Regions from separate parts of the Sus scrofa genome. Here region 1 is linked to region 2. The links are chromatin contacts, called in public promoter capture Hi-C maps. All regions are on one chromosome and are shown on one strand. Each heading gives the region's core, a stretch centred on a gene start, on an enhancer-like site or on the middle of the called end of the contact. The rest is flanking DNA. Distances are from core to core; before and after follow the strand shown.

Region 1 (6,815 bases), core at 2,179-4,678, 140 kb before region 2:
CCTTTAAAGGAACATTCAAGAAATCTGCAAAACTGTGAAAGAGTGCCACTCTTCTGACTAAATACTTTTTGTTTGGAAAACAGTTAATCTTTATCAAAAGAATGTAATCCATGTTACATGCGATCGGTATGCTATTATTTTTCAATGGATTAATATTTTAAATTTCTGTGTTAATTTATACTATAGTAAATAAAAAATAAATACACAAAAGCTCCTTGGGAACCCTCAATAGTATTTAAGAGTTTATAGGAGTACCCAAGACCAACATGTTTGGGAACCACTCATCTTTTTCATCTGTTTGTTTTTAGGGCCCCACCTGCGCCCTATGGAAGTTCCCAGGCTATAGCAACAATGCCAGCTCCAAGCCACAGCTGGCAGCACTGCTAGATCCTTAACCCACTGAGCAAAGCCAAGGATTGAACCTGCAACCTCACAGACACTCTGTCAGGTTCTTAACCTGCTGAGCCACAGCGGGAACTCCAGGAATCACTCCTTATAAGCTCTACTGGGAGAACTGTGTGAAGAAGGATTCTGCGGCTTCATTGGGGCTTAGGAGTGGACGGCAGGGTAAACACTGGTGATGCCAGCCATCTGTCCACTGGGTCTAGCGCTGCCCCCTCTGGAGAGGACTGGCTAATCTCAGGGGGAGGGCGGGTCCGACCACTCGGCCCTCGGCTGACTCACCGCTCCTTCCTGAGCAGCTCCTGGCTGATGAGGACCAGCTGGCCCGAGGCGTCGTGGGTCTTGCGGGACACGGCCTCCAGCTCGGCCTCCAAGCGCCGCTTCTCCTTCTGGAGGGCGTCCACCTTCTTCTCCCCGGACCTGCACTTGCCCTCCAGTGCTGAGGGCGCCAGGCAGGGCGGGTGGGGAAGAGGGTTGGGATGGCCATGGGAACCTGTCCCATGGCCAAGTCCCAGGCAGGGAGCAGGTGTCCCCGGGGGTCCCAGGGACACTCCACTGAGTGGGCCTCTCTGGTCCTGGGGGGGGGGCAGGCAGCAAGGGGCCAAGAGGGGCCACTATGAGAAGCAGTCCCCCCAGAGCAACGGGGCCTCCGGTGCCAGGAAAGCAGACCACCCTTCCCGAGACGGGGCCTGGGCGTTGACACTGTTGCCGGACACGGAGAAGCTGAATCTTCGCCTTGTCCCCGGAGGAATCTGAGGTCAACTGACCTTTGAGGGACCGACTACGCCACGTGAACGTGATGAGAAGCGGATGGGAGCCAGGGTGGGAACCATTTCTCGGGATGTGGTCCGTCTCACGGACACCACCACTGGCGTCCTGGCGGACCCGAAGCAGGGCCAGCTTGTCACCGAGTCATAGATTCCAGACGCCCTGCCTCTTCCCCAGGCTCCATTCTGGCCTCGTTCCACGTGCCTGGCCCTTGGCTGCAGCCAGGGTCCCTCCCCCCAATTCTGAAAGCCAGGCGTTTCTTTAGGGGCTGGTGCCCAAACCCGGAACCGCAGGGACGGGAGGCTGAACCCTAAGGTCTTCAAGCCCCGAGGGGACTCGTGACGGATTTCAGAACACAGACCCACTGCTGGGGAGAGAGGCTGGCGAGGGCCCCTGGTTATAACGGACCGAGCGTGGGCCACGCTTCCCCTCAGCCCCACCTCTGCCCAAGCAGACGCCCAGCGCTCACGATCGGGGCCAGGCCACCTTCTCCTCCAGGCAGAGTCAGGGAGGGCATCCTGATCTGGTGCCACCCGCTCGGTGCTGGCCGGGCAGCGAAAGCCCTGCATCTGCCCTGCGGTGGGGAGACTTACCACTTACTTGGGCCCTGAGCATCTCGGTCTGGGATGTTAAGGCTGTCACCTCTTTGTCCCTCTTGTTCAGCTTGTCCTGCAGGCCTGGGGGAAGAGGGAGAGATGAGCGGCCATCAACTGTCCAGAGCCAGCCCTGCGGTCCAGGGGGCAAGCGGGTGGCCCTCCCATAAAAACCCTAAAAGGGGGTCACATGTGGCCTTGAGAGTCCAAATTCTTCCTCACGCCAGCTGCCCCTCTGGATAACCTGCCCTGAAGGAGAGGTGCCAGGATGGTGAGATTTGGGACAACTTAACTCTGAGGGTCTCCGTTCCCTCAAGTGAAAAATAGGGATTAAAACAGCCCTGCCCATGCCACTTGGCCAAGTGCATTCAATAGCGGAGAGTCTCCCAACAGTCATGAGAGAGACGCACAAAGCCGTTCCTGGGCGGCTCAGTGGGTTAGGGATCCAGCATTGTCACTGCTGTGGCTCGGGTTGCTGCTGTGGTGATGGAACTTCCACACGCTATGGGAGTGGCCAAAAAAAAAAAAAAAAAAAAAAAGACGCACGGGCAGTGCTAGACCGACACTGACTTTCCACCAGTTAATTTATCAATTCAACATAATGCCAATAAAAATGCCAACCAGATTTTAATTGTTATGGAACTAGATAAGCTGATTCTAAAATCACTTGGAGGAGTTCCCGTCATGGCTCAGAGGAAATGAATCCGACTAGCATCCATGAGGAAGTAGGTTCGATCCCTGGCCTTGCTCAGTGGGTCAAGGATCTGGCATTGCCATGAGTTGCAGCGCAGGTTGCAGACACAGCTTGGAGCTGGCATTGCTGTGGCTGTGGTGTAGGCCAGTGGCTACATCTCCAATTCGCCTCCTAGCCTGGGAACTTCCATACGCCGTGGATGCAGCCCTAAAAAATAAATAAATAAATAAAAATAAAATAAAATCACTTGGAAAAATAAGCAAGAGAGTTTAGCAAAAAACTTCAAAGAGTCAAGCGTGGGAGTTCCTGCCATGGCACAGTGCATTAAGAATCCGACTGCAGTAGCTTGGGTTGCTGCAGAGGCATGGGTTCAATCCCTGGTCCAGCACCGAGGGTTAAAGGATCCAGCACTGTCGTGGTTGCAGCATAGGTCTCGGCTATGGCTTGGATTCAACCCCTGGCCTGGGAATTTCCATGTGCCAGAGGTGTAGCCATAAGATGAAATTTAAAAAAGAGTTAAACATGGAATTATTATATGACTCAACAATTCTATTCCTAGGTGTGTATCCCAAAGAGCTGAAACCAGGTCTCCATCAAGTACCTGAACATGCATTTTTTTGTCTTTTTAGCCCCGCACCCCACCCCATACGGAGGTTCCCAGGCTAAGGGTCGAACTGGAGCTGCAGCTGCCGGCCTATGCCCCAGCTCAGGGCAACGCCAGATCCTTAACCCACTGAGCGAGGCCAGGGATCAAACCGGCGTCCTCATGGACGCTAGTCGGGTTCGTTAACCACTGAGCCATGACGGGAACTCCTGAACACGCATGTTTATAGCAGCACTATTCTCAACAGCCAAAAGGTGGAAACAAGCCCAACGTCCACTGAAGGCTCAGATAAATGGAAAGAGGTGTGCACGTATGATGGTGTATTACTCAGCCACAAGCAGGAAGGAAGCGCTGACACGTGGTACAACACAGATAACCTTGAACACGTCATGCTAAGTGAAATAAGCCAGAGATGAAAAAGGCCACATATTGTATGATTCTATTTACATGAAATGTTTAGAATGGGCAAATCCACAGAGACAGAAAGCAGACGAGCAGTTGTCAGCAACTGCAGTGAGGGGAAAATGGAGAGTGACTGATAAGGCATACGGGGCTCCCTCTGGGAGTGATGAGAAGGTTTTGGAATTAGATGGAGGTGGCGGTTGCGCAGCCGTGTGAATGTACTACTGCTGCTGAGTTATTTACTTTAAAATGATTAATTTTATTTTATATTAATATTGGCTTGATTTAAAAAAAAAAAAAGAATGGCCAAAAGAATTTTGAAAAAGCAGAGCAGGAAAGACTGGCCCTGCCAAAAATTAAAATAGAAACAAAGCTTCAAAACATTATAGAATTGGCACACGAACAGATAGATAGGTCACTGGGAAGGAACTGGAAGTCTAGAAATAGAGTCAATCTCCTGATGGAATTTAAAGATGGTGAGTCTGGTTAATGCACATCAGTGGAGACAAGGAGATGGGTTTTTTCAAAAATAGTGTGGGGAGAAGTGGGTATTCTTGGGAAAAGAATAAAAATGCATCTTTGCCTCACACCTTGTTTTTTGTTTTTTGTTTTTTTTTGCTTTTTAGGGCCACACCAGCAGCATGTGGAAGTTCCCAGGCTAGAAGTCAAATCAGCGCTGCAGCTGCCAGCCACAGCCACAGCCACAGCCACTCCAGATCTGAGCCGTGTCTGCAACCTACACCACAGTTCACGGCAATGCCAGGTCCTTAACCCCATGAGCAAGGCCAGGGATTGAACCCCCCTCCTCATGGATACTAGTTGGGTTCATTTCCGCTGTGCCACAATGGGAACTCCCACCTTACACCCTTTTTAAAAAACCTCTTTATTTTTGGCTGCAGTGTGCAGCAGCTTGATGTGGGATCTCAGTTCCCAATAAGGGACTGAACCCAGGCTGCAGTGGTGAAAGCACTGAATCCTAACCACTAGACCACCTCACACCTCAGAGAAGGGAGTATTCTAAAAGGACCAGAGATTTAAACACAGAAAATGGAACTTAAAAGTTACTAGAAGAAACTACGGGATACATTTTAAGAACAGTAAACCCCAAAAGAAAGGATTGATTTTTAAAGATCTGCATGGCAAACACCACCCGGAGAGGAGTCAAGAGACAAACCATTACCGGGGGGGAAACGTTTGCAGTGTCAGGTATAAATTTCTTCTAAAAATCCACAAAAAGATCAATAACCCAACAGGGAAAAAATGGGCAAAGGATGCAAGGAGAAATGGAAACGGCGCTACATCTGTATCAAGAGAAGGGGAGGTTGAAGTTACATCAGGTAACATCTTTTACCGTTCAGACTGGCAAAGATCACAAGGTGTGGGAAAATATTTCGTGGGTGAGGCTTGTGGGGAACCATACTTTTTTTTTTTTTTTTTTTTTTTTGCTATTTCTTTGGGCCGCTCCCGCGGCATATGGAGGTTCCCAGGCTAGGGGTTGAATCGAAGCTGTAGCCACTGGCCTACGCCAGAGCCACAGCAACGTGGGATCCGAGCCGCGTCTGCAACCTATACCACAGCTCACGGCAACGCCGGATCGTTAACCCACTGAGCAAGGGCAGGGACCGAACCCACAACCTCATGGTTCCTAGTCTGATTCGCTAACCACTGTGCCACGACGGGAACTCCGGGAACCATACTTTCAACCATCGCAGGCGGGAGTTAAAGTTGGTTGAGCCCAATGACGGGCAAGGTGTTACCCTCCGGCAGTGTTTGCAATAGATGAAAACCCGCATCAACCTATGATCTGGCAGCTACACACAGGATGGCAGCGCCACACGCCCGGATGCTCTGCACATGTTAAAGAAGGCAGGAACCGGGAGCCGTCTTCAAGACACGGTGTTAAATGGAAAACAAAACAAGGGGCTCAAACCGTGTGGGAGGCGAGGCGGCACCTGTGTCACCTCTGTGTGTGTGCGTGCGTGTGTGTGCGTGCACAAGCCATCTCTGGAAAGGAGACAGGAGGTGGCCGACACTGTGCCAGTGGGGAGGTAACTAGGGAACAGAGGATGCTTCACCAAATGACCTTTGAACCATCTGAAGGGTTTTTTTTGTTTTTGTTTTTGGTCTTTTCTAGGGCTGCACCTGAGGCATATGGAGGTTCCCAGGTTAGGGATCGAATTGGAGCTGAAGCCGCTGGCCTACACCACAGCCACAGCAACACAGGATCCAAGCCACGTCTGTGACCTACATCACAGCTCACAGCAACGCCGGATCCTTAACCCACTGAGCGACGCCAGGGATCACATCTCATGGTTCCTCGTCAGATTCATCCCCACTGAGCCACAGTGGGAACTCCTGAACCATCTGCAGTTTATCTCTATTTTTAAAATAACAAAACCAGGAGTTCCCGTCGTGGTGAAGCAGAAATGAATCCAGCTAGGAACCATGAGGTTTTGGGTTTGATCCCTGGCCTCACTCAGTGGGTTAAGGATCTGGCGTTGCCATGAGCTGTGGGGTAGGTTGCAGATGCGCCTCGGATCCTGCATTGCTGTGGCTGTGGTATAAGCCGGCAGCTGTAGCTCCGATTACACCCCTAGCCTGGGAACCTCCACATGCTGTGGGTGCGGCTCTAAAAAGAAAAAAAAAACCAAACAAACCAAAAACCCAGGAGTTCCCCAGTGGTGCAGAGCATTGGGGATCCAGCGTTGTCACTGCTGTAGCACAGGTTCGATCCCTGGCCTGGGAACTTGTGTGTGCCACGGATGTGGCCAAAAAAAAAAAATCAGGGAGTTCCCGTCAAGGCACAGTGGTTAACGAATCTGACTAGGAACCATGAGGTTACAGGTTTGATCCCTGGCCTTGCTCAGTGGGTTAAGGATCCGGCGTTGCTGTGACTGTGGTGTAGGCCGGCGGCTACAGCTCTGATTAAACCCCTAGCCTGGGAACCTCCATGTGCCTCGGAATGGCCCTAGAAAAAGGCAAAAAGACAAAACAAACAAACAAACACAAAATCAGCCAACTCCAAAAACTGAGGCTCCGCCCTCCTCACCCAGGTCGGGGGTGAGTGGCTGGTGCACACAGTAGGCCACTCTCACCAAACAGCAAGCAATGCAAATTGCTTTAGTGGGAGCCAGCTCGGAGGCAGAGCCAACCAGCCTTTCCCCAAAGCCCCACATCCGGCCCGGCTGGGCGGCCACTCACCCTCCACAGCCTCCTTCATCCTTATCTTCTCTCCTGAAATGTCGTTGGACTCGATCATCTGAAAGGAGAGCCGTGTAAGGGGACCCTCGACTCCCCGGCTCGGCCCCAACCAGCCCACCTCTCCCCGATTTCAGGAGACTTTCGGGGCTGC
Region 2 (6,461 bases), core at 2,631-5,130:
GTAAGTGCTGGAAGGTTCTGGAGACCCGTCAGACTGCACCACACGTGTGTGCACACTCCCACACACGCCTTTGCTTGGTGCACACAAATGCCGTTTGAGGGAGAGCCCTGCTCCATTTCACAAACAGAAGCGGAAGCCAAGATCCCTCAGCTGCTAAGGGGAAGGACGGGATTTGAACTCCAGCCTCCGGATCCAACACTGGCTCCACCCACTGCATCCTATTGCTTCCTGCAAACTCCACAAGCTCGGAGTTTGTGACTCCTGCCCAGGAACCCCCCTACCCCCACCCACCCTAGGCTTCTTCTCCGCTCCCATCCACGGCCTCCCGCGGAAGCTGGGGCTGGGATCTCCATTCCTAAAACACCCATCTGCCCAGACTCCTCCTCCCGGGAGCTGGGAGGAGGGGGGAGGTCAGGAAGGCTTCTCGGAGGAGGAGGAGGCGGCGGGCCTGAGGGGAAGGGGCAGAGGGGCCTTGCTGTCTGGTGGTGGGAGGTGGGCTAAGAGGCCACTTCTTGGTCAGTGGCTGGTCTTGGGGCCATGCTGTGACTGTCAGGCCTCAGCGAAGCCACAGACAACCACACAGGAGGGCCAGGGGCCTGCGAGTACGGCCCTCTGGAGGGGCCTTCCAAGGAGAATTGTTGCAACTCTAGAGGCTCAGCCCCCTGGCAGTGGCCAGGGACAGAGCCGAGGGCAGTGGGGGTCTGGAGGGGGCCGTGCCCGGTGGTGGGCACATGGAGCCACGCCGCCGAGGGTCCGCTCCGCACACCTGCTCCTCCCGTCTCGGCCACGTGGCCGGAGGGCCTCTCCCCACTTCACAGCTGGGGAAGGCGAGGCCTGGGGAGAGCCGAGCTTTGCACTGCCCACCTCCTGCTCCGGGCTCCCCCGAGGCCCGCACTGCGCCCCCTGGGCCCTCACCACTCGGCCTCCTGGATCCCTGTGGCCGGGATGACAAGGAGGATTCTCTACGCATGATTGCGACATGGAGAAGCCACCTCTCCTTCCCCCAAACACCGAATGAGTCAGCTGGAACACGAGAATTTCCAAACCTCGTGACCTGGCGGCCCCCACAGGAGAGAAAGATGACCTGGTCAGCCCAGGATGGTGGCCGAGTGGATCTCGGCCCCCCTCCTCTCGGAGCCTGATCACCGCCCTCTGAGCCCACACACCCTCCTCCCTCCCTCGACTTGGGGGGTCTGCTCCCCGCCCCCGCCAGAGCGTGAGGTTGCGAGCACCTGGCCTTGGAGTGGGGACCCCTGCCCCTGCCTCAGAGTCTCTTGGCCTCAGTTTCCTCCTCTATAAAATGGGGATCAAGCCTGTGTTTCCTCAAACCATTGTTGGGAGGACGAGCATGTCTGGCCTGGCTCAGAAGAGACGTTGCCCAGTGTCTTATTTCCAGCTGCTTGGACGGGTCCCTCGAGCTCCCACCTTTGGCATTTCCATCCTTTGGTCAAGACAGAGACTTTCTGCCCCCGAGGAGATTCAGGCAGAGACACACGGGGAGAGGCTGTCGCACAGATGCTCCCTGCAAGAGCCAGGGGGAGGGTCCAGCCCTGGCCACTCCCGGATTTCGCTTAAGACCCCAGAGCAAGTCCACACCCTTGTCCTGGGGGTTGAGGCCCCAGGACTTGGGCTGCTGACCTCTGCCACCCTCCCTCCCAGAGGACCCCGCCCGTCAGAAAGCCGCCTTGCCTGGGACAAGACGCACACTTCGGGGTGCCCCCAGCCCAAGCCCATTTCTACCCCTGGCCGTGCGTGAGGGAAGGGAGCGGGGCATAAGGTTTCCAATTCTGGCCCAGCATCCCCGGCTTCCGGTTGCCCCTCTGTTAAACCGGGGAAATGACTTTCAACCCTCAGGTTGGTCGTGTGAGGCCCAGCACTGAACTGACGCCTGCCAGGTGCTAGAGCAGGCTAGTGGGGCACAGTTGGCTGGGACCACCATGACTTGCCAGCACCACGGTCCCCAAAGGATGGAAAGCGGCAGCCGCAGCCTGTTGGGGCCAGAGCTGGCTGGACGGCCTGCAGTGAACAGTATGAGGCAACCCTACCTGAAACCTGCCTTGCCTGGTCCCCAAGATCTGCAGGTCTAAGCCCCCTCAACAACTGTCCAACACGGGGGCGGGGGGCGTTGTGCGGGGACCCTGGGAGGGGCTGGGATCTGAAGAGAGTGTGGCCTTTGCCCAGCCCCCCAGTTGTCCAAGACAGGCAGAGCATCACCTCGGAGACGCCAGCTCCTGCCTTCCGAGGGAGGAGAGGGAAGCCCAGAGAGGTGAGTACTCCTTCTGAGGTCACACAGCTGAGCGGTCAGAGCCGGCATCCGCTCCCAGGGTGGGCTGACGCCCGGGCCTACACTCTGCTACGTGAATCCTTCCTTACAGGACGTTTTAAAGATGTACACAATATTTTTTAAAAGACACTCGTTTGAGGAAAACCTCTGTGGCTGCCCCCCAGACGGAATCAATCTGTTCGCTTTCCTCCTTTCCCATCCAGGTCTGAGAGCAGGTGGGCGGGGGACAGGGAGGCGGAGGGGCTGGGCCCCAGCAGAGCCAGGCCTCGCAGCCGCAGGAGGGCCCCTAGGGGCCGGCAGGGCTGGGTGGGGTGGGGAGGGGAGGCCCTCAGCCCGTGGCCTGCGGGGCCAAAATAGCAGAAAGGGAAGTGGGCAGTTTTCATATGAACAAGGTTTGCAACAAGCCGATGGCGGAAAAGCTCTCGGGGCTGGGCTGAGCGAGCCTCAGCACCCACCTCCCGTCCCCAAGGCGCCTTGGTGGCCCTCCTGCCCGGCCTCCCAGCCCTCCTCATGCTGGAGAAGGGGAACCTGGGACCCCTAGGGCCGAAGGGCAGGCTCTGGGGGCTAAGCGGGGAGCCAGAGGTCCGGCCCAAGCCCTGAGAAGGCTTTATCCGCGGGGCTCTGCTCCATTTTCCCAAATGACCTTGGCCTTCCGATGAGGCCAGGAGGACTCCAATGGAGGCTCTTTACGCTCCAGCGGCAGGTGCAGGGGCCCGGACGGCAGCCCTTGTTCTGGGGCAGGGGTGGGGGATGGTGAACAGAGCGGCCACCACGAGCAGCCCAGGGCCTGTAGTTCCTCCAGCCGCACAGGAGCGAGCTGGCTGGGGCTCGGGACGGCCGGGACAGCCGCTTCTCCCTGGCCCAGGGCAGGACCTGGGCCTGCCCGTCTGTAGCGTCTCACCCGACCTCCCATAGCCCTGTGGCAGGGCAGCTCCAGTCCCATTATACAGATGAAGAAACTCAGGCTCACAGGCCTGCCCCGGGGAGCGGCTGCCCTGGGGCTCCCCAGGGCTGTGCGGGCTGGGCTGGGGAAAATGGGGGCAGGAGAGTAGCCGGAGCCCCAGAAATAGCTGCACCTCTAGTGCTGCAGGGTCTGGGGTGAGGGCCCCCTAGCCAGGGGTGCCAGGACAGTGCCGGGGCCAAGGCAGGGGGTGCCGGGCGGCCTGGCTTCTTCCCAGCCCCCACCCCCACCCCCAGCCGGCAGCCAAGTGCTCCTGCTCGGCCAGCGAGGCCACTCCCATCCCCTGTGGGGTGTCTGGGGACAGCTCAGGACCCCTGCCTTGGGGCCAGGCTCCAGGCACCCCTGGGAAAGGCTTACCTGAGAGCAGGCGCTCCTCACTGCGGCCACCTCATCCTGAGCCCACACACCTGCCCGAGCCGATGCCAACGCCACAGACACTGGCGGGCAGCAGGCAAGGCGGCGGGCTTCCTGTCAGCCACTGAATCATCCCTCACACATCCGCTGCTCTGCCGGACAGGCTCGGCTCTCACAGAGGCAGAGACAGAGAGAGACAGAGACAGAGACCAAGACGGAGGCGGAGACAGAGAGAGACAGAGAACAAGACGGAGGCAGTCAGGCAGAGAGAGAGACGTGCACGGACACACACACAACACACACTAAATACACACACACAACCACAACACACACAGGCCTCACAGAGGGGAAGAGACAGAGGGGGACAGGGAGAAAGAGCATGAAATAGGGCTGCTTGCATATCACGCACAGGCAGGGACAAAGAGTGGGAAGACACGGAGAGAGACACGCTGAAAACACAGAAACACAGAAATACACGTCCACACCCATACCCATGGGACATGGGTGGATGGGCGCAGAGAGATGCAAGCCAGGCCAGACATGACAAAGAGCCAGGAGTTCCCGTCGTGGCTCAGTGGTTAACGAATCTGACTAGGAACCGCGGGGTTGCGGGTTCAATCCCTGGCCTCGCTCAGTGGGTTAAGGATCCCGCGTTGCTGTGGCTGTGGTGTCGGCTGGCGGCTCCAGCTCCAGTTGGACCTCTAGTCTGGAAACCTCCATATGCCACCGGTGAGGCCCTAGAAAAGGTAAAAAACAAAAAACAAAAACAATAATAATAATAACAAAGAGCCAGAGGAGTTCCCATTGTGGCTCAAGGGGTTAAGAACCCAACTAGTATCCAAGAGGATGCAGGTTCAAACCCTGGCCCCTCTCAGGGGGTTAATGTTCCAGCGTTACCACAAGCTGTGGTGTAGGCTGCAGATGTGGCTCAGATCCGGCGTTGCTGTGGCTGTGGTGCAGGCCGGCAGCTGCAGCTCCAGCTGGCCCCTGGCCTGGGAACTTCCACATGCCGTGGGTGCGGCCCTCTAGAGAAAAAACAGCCAGAGACAAAGAGAGATGGATGGAGAGGCCACTGAGGTGAAGAGACAACGCTGGAGGATAGAAGGAAGGACAATCCCGGCTCCTCCTTCAGTCCCAGGAGCCTTCTCACCCCCATTTTCCAGATGAGGCTCGTGGAGGCGTGGAGCTGGCCCCAGGCAGGCGGCAGGCCCGGGCCGGGGTGGGGGGAAAGCAGGGCAGTTAGGACCCAGCCCCCAGGCTCTCCACCTGCTGCCCAGCCCCTGGGCACTTCCTTCAGAGGTGAGAACGGTGCTGAGAGGTGGGTGCCCCACACGCAGCACACATTCTCCAGGGCCTCCTGTTATGTGTCACTAAACACCTTGTCCAAGGCCACTGAACTCTTAGTGGCACGCCACCCCATGAGGGTCTCCCAACCCCCACCTGCCTGGCATCTCAGAGCCTGGGCTCCCGAGCTCTGGGGCCCGTCTTGGCTGGGGCGGGGCTTTCAGCCCCAGCCTGGGGTGGCCCGGACGTCCCAGACCAGGCCAGGCAGTCCAGCCGCAGTGGAAGTGCCCCCAGGAGGCCCTGCCAGAACCGAAACAGAAACACAGGGGCTGGGCGCCCTCTGCTGCCACCCTGTGGGAGAGAAGGGTAGCGCAGGGACCCGAGATCCCTGGGCAGAGTGCCAGAAGTTGTCTCCACGGCAAACTGTGACACAAGGACTAAAGCCAACCTTATCTGAATTGCAGAGCTGCACCTGTGACGCACGCTGCCTCCCTCGTTCCACATGGGGCAGTGCAACGTGTAAGGCCCACGGCAACACTTTCCAGGGACACCTTGGCAAGGGCATAGACTAAGAATCCTAGAGGTAAGCTGGTTGTGAACACAGAGTCCAAAGCCTGTTGTCTCTTCACCACCCATGAGTTCAGGTCCTGGCTGGGACCACCTGCCTGGACCCTCCTCACCCACGAGGACGAGCCAGAGTGGGTCTCCAGCCGCTTCTCAGCTACGCGCCTGCCTGGGGTTTCCTGCCCGTGGAGACACAGAAACTCCAGGGTCTGGTGGGAACGGAGCTCTCATCCACATGCCAGCTTCTGTCATGGGCCTTTCTTAGCGACGGCAGGTGTTGAAGTGACCACCAACCACGGGCAAAGACTCAGGTGCATCCACAGCAGCACTGAGGAAACCTCCTGGACCCTCCTGGAGCTCGTCTTCTATCCACAGAAACAGGCCCGTCAACCTTTTGGACCTGAGTGGAAGGATGACCCTGCTCCCTTGCAGGGCAATTCTCAAATCTCTCCCAGTTCTATTCTACTTATAGGCCATTCAGCCGTGAGTTAGAAAATAAGCTTTAAAAAACTAGACATTTCATGTCCAGCTGTGTAAATGCCAGTGAATTTTTTTTTTTTTTTTTTTTTTTTGTCTTTTTAGGGCCTTGCCTGTGGCATATGGTGGTTCCCAGGCCAGGGGTCAAATTGGAGCTGAAGCTGCCAGTCTGTACCACAGCCACAGCAACCCCAGACCCTTAAACCAGAGCGAGGCCAGCGACTGAATCTGCGTCCTTACGGAAACTAGGCAGGTTTGTTACCACTGAGCCACGATGGGAACACCATTTTTTTTTTTTTCCAATTCAATGGTTCCTGGTATATTATGCCGTTAAAATATTGTGACAAAATAAATATCAACAGGAAATTCACCACTTTAACCATTTCTTTTGGCTGCGCCCTCAGCATTTTATAATATGCAACTCAGCGACACGAATTATTCACAATATTGTGCAACCATCACCACTGTCTATTTCCAGTTTCCATCACTCCCAACAGGGCTATTTGGCTTTGGGGCTCACAGTGGAGTGTCGGTTTG

Evidence for each region. Promoter capture Hi-C pulls out the DNA fragments that hold promoters and counts their contacts.
Region 1: a contact with region 2 is called in a promoter capture Hi-C map of skeletal muscle, with 7 times the contacts expected there. The contact joins the enhancer-like site here to the promoter of LAT2 in region 2. A contact is called at or near these places in 4 of 5 promoter capture datasets (fetal liver, fetal skeletal muscle, liver and 1 more), 22 of 47 Hi-C or Micro-C datasets (alveolar macrophages, blood, brain and 13 more) and 2 of 2 datasets of contacts at active chromatin or transcription factors (alveolar macrophages and skeletal muscle).

Annotation. Positions count from the first base shown.
Region 1 is chr3:11,488,029-11,494,843 of Sscrofa11.1, reverse strand. It overlaps CLIP2 (CAP-Gly domain-containing linker protein 2), which reads right to left. Exons shown (of 16, transcript XM_021086342.1): 10 at 6,665-6,722; 11 at 1,764-1,847; 12 at 685-841. Among named protein-coding and RNA genes, the nearest start is that of GTF2IRD1, 47 kb to the left of the region's middle. Within about 2 kb of position 3,428, at least 2 of the 83 cell types and tissues checked have an H3K27ac peak or open chromatin away from gene starts, as enhancers often do.
Region 2 is chr3:11,351,292-11,357,752 of Sscrofa11.1, reverse strand. LAT2 (linker for activation of T-cells family member 2) reads right to left here and starts at 3,880. Exons shown (of 13, transcript NM_001243411.1): 1 at 3,603-3,880.